Linked DNA regions of Dromaius novaehollandiae: region 1 is linked to region 2. A link is a contact called in public Hi-C data. All regions are on one chromosome and are shown on one strand. Each heading gives the region's core, a stretch centred on a gene start, on an enhancer-like site or on the middle of the called end of the contact. The rest is flanking DNA. Distances are from core to core; before and after follow the strand shown. Region 1 holds the start of AASDHPPT (aminoadipate-semialdehyde dehydrogenase-phosphopantetheinyl transferase). Region 2 overlaps ALKBH8 (alkB homolog 8, tRNA methyltransferase).

Region 1 (3,170 bases), core at 237-2,736, 640 kb after region 2:
ATATGCAACTTTTCTGCAATTAGTTTCCTTATCAGCAGACGACCAGCCTATGGAATAAAAGGGATTCATAAAGAACCATTATGCTACGGACAAAGAAATATTTGTAGTTGCTAGAAAACCACCTGCCTAAAAATTGTTAGCTGTTATTATTGCCAAGACAAAGTAGGACTATATTTAAGTAAATGCTTTAGATTTCTCTCTTTTATAAAAGTTATCATCAAGTAAAACTAACTAAAACCCAAAACAGTTTACCGGACCTGATTACATTTGTAATCACTACTAGCAACAGATTCAGCACAAGACCCAATGAAAAAAAAAGTCTCAGCCTACAAGAGCCATAAAAAGTAGTTCCCTTCCCCATCTTATTCATTCACCTAGGATACTTTATGGCACAGTAGTCCAACATCAAATATTTTTTACACTATACTGAACAGTAAAACTCCCCTAAGAGCTTTTCAGTAACTCAGTTACTTTGATGCTAGACAAAATACTGAAGAATAGCTAAAAATGATGAACAACAGTTAACAAACTTATTAGCAGAAACCAGTATTACTACCACATTGTTATGTAAGACTTAAAACCTGCATTAATTATGCAAAATGTGCTGGATGAATCAGCATTGCTCTCTTACACCTTACGTTACTCTGGGATAATCTAGAGTACGTTGCTTCCGTGTCGTAATTTCACACCACAAAACTGACAAGTCTTTCAGGACAACCACCAACAGCAGATCACAAACATCTCTCTTCCCCCAAGTTAGTGGAAACTAGAACAAGTAACGCTGTCAGTGTAGTGCATTTACTGCCCTGAAACGCTCCCGCAAGGCCTTTTTTTTTTTTTTTTTTTTTTGGGGGGGGGGGGGGGTCAGCAATTTGGACAGTCTGAATCAGTGGCTGGACGAGCGCGCCCCGGACGCCGCTACCCAGCCGGGGCAACGCCTCACAGCGTGACGAGGGGCAGCTTCCATAGGGGCCTCGGGAGGCTCGTTAACGGAGCCACCTCGGCGCAGAGGGGCGGGGGGGTGCCAGGCCCCCAGCACCGCTTCGGGCACGCCCACACCGGGCGGGAAGGGCGAGCGCCGCTCTAGCCAACCCGGTCCTCCACGCCTCGCTTCCCGCCTGCGGTGAGCGCTCCCGCCCCCGACGGGAGGGGAGGGGAGGCTCCGCCAGCGGCCCGCGCGGCCCCCCCGCCGGCAGGTACCAAGGCGGCTTTGGCATCGCGGGCAAAGACAAACTGGCCGATGCGGTCCTTCTCCTCGGGCTGCACCAGGCGCGCCGCCAGCAGCCACTCCTCGCGGCGGGGGCGCCAGGCGGCGCAGGGGAAGGCCCAGCGCACGCTCCCCATGGGCCGCTCCTCAGGCAGCGTCGGGCGCTGCCCAGGCGCCTTCCGACGGCAGCGGCATGTTGGCACCGCTGAGCTACTGGCGCGCGCTCATCGCCGCCCTCTCCCGGCGCGGCCGTGACCCGCTCGCTCGCACCCCTCCGGCTTGGTGTGAGCCGCCTCTCGAACGGCGGGGACCAATCCGATATCAGAGAGCGGCGTGAGTGACAGACGAATGCGCCAGGTGCCGACCTATCAGAGGAAAGGCGGTGTCTGCGGCTGAGCTACGGACAGCGGGCGCGAAGAGGGGCGGGCGGAGAGGAACCCGCTCCGGAGGATGGGCGGGACTTCATCCGGATTGACAGCGCGGGGGGCCATCCGAAGCACAAGGATCGAGAGACTGACACCGGAAGAAGCCAATCCGCTGGCGGTGCCTCTGCAGAGGGTGGGACAGACGGTTCGGCGAGCTGTTGGTGTTGGGTGCAGGTGGGTGCGCGCTGTCCGGAGAGAGCGTTAACGGGGAGACTAGCGCTTCGCCAGTTGCAGAGGGGCAGCAGTGCTGGAGACCGCCACATCCCGTGGCTGGACCGGAGGCTGGGCTGAGAGGGGAGGGGAAGCGCTCCGCGATGTCCGCATCAGACTTAGTCTCCCCTTAGAATGAACGCAGGGTGCGTGGGGCGCATGCGCGGGCGCTTGGGCATGCGCAATAGTGGGCGTTGACGCCCGTGCCCGGTGCTGCTTGCCCGGCGGGGCGCGCGGAAGGGTGGGAAGATGGCGGCTGCCGCGGTGTTTGGTGGTCGCCACAGCCGCGGCGTGCGGGGCCTGCGCTGCTCGGCAGCCGGGGCGGGTGGGGACGCGCGGCCGCAGTGCGCAGGCAGTGCGGTGGCTGGATGGTAAGCGCGGCCCTGGCAGAACGGGCGTAATTTTTTACGTACGTCTGCTTCCTGCTGTGTTTGAGAAAGGGGCGAGTTTGTACCGGAGGCACTCGTTGCCCCTGGGGTTTTTCGTGGTGCCGTTATTTATTAGCGGCAGGTGATCCGCCAGCGTCTGCGGCCCCATCCTTGCCCTTAGCGCGTCCGTGTTCCTGAAGGTTCCTGAGGACTCGTGGTGGCCGCCTGGGCCCGTCTCGTGGGGGGTGGCCCCGTGTCCCCCCTCCGTTGCGGTATTCATACAAAGTGTTATATTACTCTAGTTTGATTCTGACATCTAAAGATTATGTCCAAGTAACAGCGTCTTTCTATCCTTTGCTGTCTGTTGTAATAAGATTTTTAGTGTTTATTGTTGGTACTGGATTCCCTTGCTCCCTCAATTATAGGCCATCTGAAAAACATAGGTAATGATATTATTTTCCCTTTGAATTGGAACTTAGGCCATGGCTAAACGTTTAGCATCTATTTGGAAACTTATGAGCTATGTTCCTATTTGTTGCCTTAGAAATATATGCTGTTTAACTTTTCTATATTGATCACATACAAATAGTGTAATTTTCAAATTTTTTTTTTTGTAACATTTCAGGCATTTCTTAGAATGTGCCCCTTTTTTTGTTGTTTTAGCACTCCAAATCCCTGTTAATGTGAAGAAGTGCTGTTTCCCCACAGGCCAGAACTGTTGTCTTTCTGTCTAGAATAAGAACTAGAAGTAGAGTATGGCATTTCAATTCCAATTGTGTTGTGAGAATGAAAATTAAAATTCTTGGAACTTTTTACCTAAGAAAACAATTTCCAAAAAAGACTGATGAATTTGAGAAATTTAGCTTTAGGATAAAATCCAGTCAATCTGAGTTCTAACTGATTATTTTGTCTTAATTGATTGTGAGAGGATATGCAATTAAAGATCACTGCTTGCACAGG
Region 2 (3,238 bases), core at 729-3,228:
ATTTCAATCAGGAAAGCAGTCAGACTTGGGCCATTTCTAGATATTTCAGACGTACGCATTGGTCACAGTCTGTTAGGTAGCTCCCAAGTTTCAGTGCCTTTTCCTAATGGACCATTAATGCACTTTTCAGACGTGGACAATCAAAACACACATATACTAAAACAAGCCAGTGGCCCATAAAATGCTGCATTATTTAGTGCCTTTTCTTTCTGGTACTTCTACAACTTCTAATGATGTCTTTAATATATTTTTGTGCACTTAGATCTTCATCTGATTTTAAAATGTAAATGTCTGCTGTAGTAATATGCAGGTTAGCAGTTTTATTCCCATTACAGTTTTCTGCTTACAAAATTTACACGCTGATAATATATTGTCACAGTTGCATATACGGTGGCAAACGCAGTGCCACGTACAGTGGTAATCTGTCTCTTGTTCTCTCTATCCTTTTTCCCTTTAATGTGACTTAATATCTTTTTCTTCACCTGAATAAATTAGGGTAGAACGTTATGGAAAAAATATATAAACAGAATCATATGTCTTGTCTCTTTATTCTCCTCAACAGATGCTCACATTTGATAGAAGTACCATAAAGAAATAAACTGGTATCCCAACTGATTCTGTGTCCTGTTTCTGAGGTTGACTGATACTTCAGAGGAAGAAAAGATAGCATAATGCCACATATATTGTTATACTAAGTCATGGAAAAATCTTTCTATCTTTCCTTCAGCTGTTGTGTAGCTGTATGTATTGTATCATGACTAATTTTAAGTCTTGCAATCATAGATTATTGTTTATGCCCTATCACTGGAGAATCTAAACATTTCCATTTTTGGTATATTTGTCCTTACAGGATCTCTGAGTTAGGCAGGTACTAGTAAATAAAATAAATGTCTTGGCTTATGAACAGGAAGTCCATGGCACTGAGACTAAACACAAGTGTTTCACATACTAGCCTAGTGCCTTAGCCATCAACATAGGTTCTCAAACCTATTACAGCTTCAGTGATATCTTGCAGTCTAAAACACACAATCAAGAATCAGTCCTTTTCTCGGTGCTGAATGAGTTTATCCAGTAAAAAAGCACTTTGTACTAGTATGTCAGAGGGATCACTGCAAATCTAATTTGTTTTTGCATATTTGTTTTACGTTGAAGAGGAAATCGCTGTTGGCATGTAGAATTTACAGCTTAAATATGAACAAGCAATCCTGAGAAGAAAATAAGGGCATGATTTCTCACGACACTGCATTTGTTTTGCATTAGGTAACCTACAGTGATCCAAGTTCTTATGGTCGTGGGAAATGAGGCAGAAACATAGGTCTGAGATTCTATTCCCCAGCTCAGTCACATGAAACAAGTTTGTCCGTCAAGAGCCACAGTGAACCAGATGGTCAATTTTGTTCCAGTTGGCGCAATATGTAGTGTTTTAGGGAGGTTACAGGACTGATTAAACTTGATGTAGGAGAAAGTCTCTCCATTACTTTGGACCTCTGCCTAGCTTATAAAAGCCATGAAACAGTTTGTGGGCAAAGCAATGAGATATGTGATGTGTCTCGTGCTGTGATACTCCAGGAAAGGTGAGGCTGTCAGAACAGGCTGCTTGCTTGTCAGATTTTGACCCGTTTCTTTGGCACCTGCTCAGTAACTGTAGAATAAAGCGAGACTTCCTTAATGTCCCACTGAACTTCTAATGGCATTGTATAAACCACCACATTCATCCTTATTTATATGAGCTGGTATGCTAAAAATCTTGATGAGACTGTCAGTTTCAATGCTGTAATATTGAATATAAATGTAACTCAGAAGTTGTGATAGTAGGAAAAGAAAGGCAGTGGATTAAAATCAGTTCTAAATGATTTATTAAGTTTCATGGCAAACCATATGTCCCTGTTCCCATGAATTTGAACAGTGTGCTGCAAAACAAGGAGCAGTTCTTTCTGTTAAGTGTTTTCTGTATTGATGGTGTTATTTTCAGTGCCTCCATTTGGTGTCTCTAGAGATACACAGTTCTACAGTATTTCATCTGAGGAGCCTGACAAAGTTTGGAGCTGTCTCAGAAAAATCCTAGGTGAAGCCTGTGTCAAGCTTCCTTTTGTGGATTTGCTGCAAGAGTTTGATCAATACTGAGATTTCTGTTCCTCCGATTTTCCTAATTTGCCATTTAACCTGCTGTTACATAAGCCTTGATTCGTTAAAATTTTAGAAATACAGAGGTAATGTTTCTACGATGTTCTGAGTTGTGTGAAAGTATGCAACCCAGAAAAGGATATTCCTTTCCTGGCTGCAGATTTCTTACCCCCAATAGTTAGTGATACACTGCAGTCTTTCCTCCTTTCAGCCCTGCCTTATCCTGTTGAAGAGTACCATTGGACACCAACTGCTATCCTGCCAGAGGGTGAACCGTAATCATTGTTTTCCCAAGGAGTTTGTATTGTGTTGAGTTGGCACCTTGCTGTATTTATGATGTTCTGTCCTGTTTTCCTAATATCCAGACCTGATGTAAATATTTCGGGCTTGTCATTCTCCTCTCCTTGGCCTCTACTGTTCCACCTCGAGTGCCTTACTCTGCTTCTTATCCCTGTGCCTTGTCCTGGCAGAAAGCTAATATAAACACTGAGAACTGCTGCTGCGGTGCCTTGGTTAGATCCTTGACCTAATTTCTCTGAAAGAGAAGCTTCAGGGGTTTGAACCAGGTTCATGGCTCAAGGTTAAACAGGGAGGCTGAGAACGTGGGGTAATCCCTGACCTCTGCCTGTCTTCTGTTCATCTGAATGCATATTCAGGATGTCCTATCCTGCAGATATTGCGGGCCTTGGCCTAAAAAGAAAAGCAGTGGCTCTTTTAAACCTTGGAAGCAGGACAATATTACAAAGATATACCCCACCAGACCTTTTGAAATATGCATGGCCAATGCCAGTCCTAGAAATGATAGAATGAGGTACCCTGCTATTACCGTCTTTCAGACTGATAATTTATTCCTGCAGTTTTGTTTCTTATCTGTTAATCTATTTCTAATCTGTTTTTGTTAAGAAATAGAAATCTGTAGCTGCTGTAGCAGTAGCTGTTTCTGTAATGGTTGCTTGAGAAAGATTTTGTCAGAAGCCTTTAGAAAGTCTAGATTGCATCCAGCCATTGACAGTTATTTAGCAACTGTTTTGTGTTTTTGAATGAGTTTTAACAAGGTAGACAGGTACTGGGTATTGTTGTGTTAAGTGTGTGGTCCCAATCATATTTTGCTTAT

The links. Hi-C and Micro-C count contacts between places; a contact is called where the count stands out from the background.
Region 1: a Hi-C map of brain shows a contact between it and region 2, with 6 times the contacts expected there. The contact joins the promoter of AASDHPPT here to the enhancer-like site in region 2. A contact is called at or near these places in 2 of 4 Hi-C or Micro-C datasets (brain and ovary).

Annotation. Positions count from the first base shown.
Region 1 is chr1:202,295,367-202,298,536 of bDroNov1.hap1, forward strand. AASDHPPT (aminoadipate-semialdehyde dehydrogenase-phosphopantetheinyl transferase) reads right to left here and starts at 1,487. Exons shown (of 6, transcript XM_026100221.2): 1 at 1,201-1,487; 2 at 1-47. The coding sequence starts at 1,344. KBTBD3 (kelch repeat and BTB domain containing 3) reads left to right here and starts at 1,654. Exons shown (of 3, transcript XM_026100217.2): 1 at 1,654-1,806.
Region 2 is chr1:201,650,818-201,654,055 of bDroNov1.hap1, forward strand. All of the region lies in intron 7 of ALKBH8 (alkB homolog 8, tRNA methyltransferase), which reads left to right. Among named protein-coding and RNA genes, the nearest start is that of ALKBH8, 18 kb to the left of the region's middle. Within about 2 kb of position 1,979, at least 2 of the 2 cell types and tissues checked have open chromatin away from gene starts, as enhancers often do.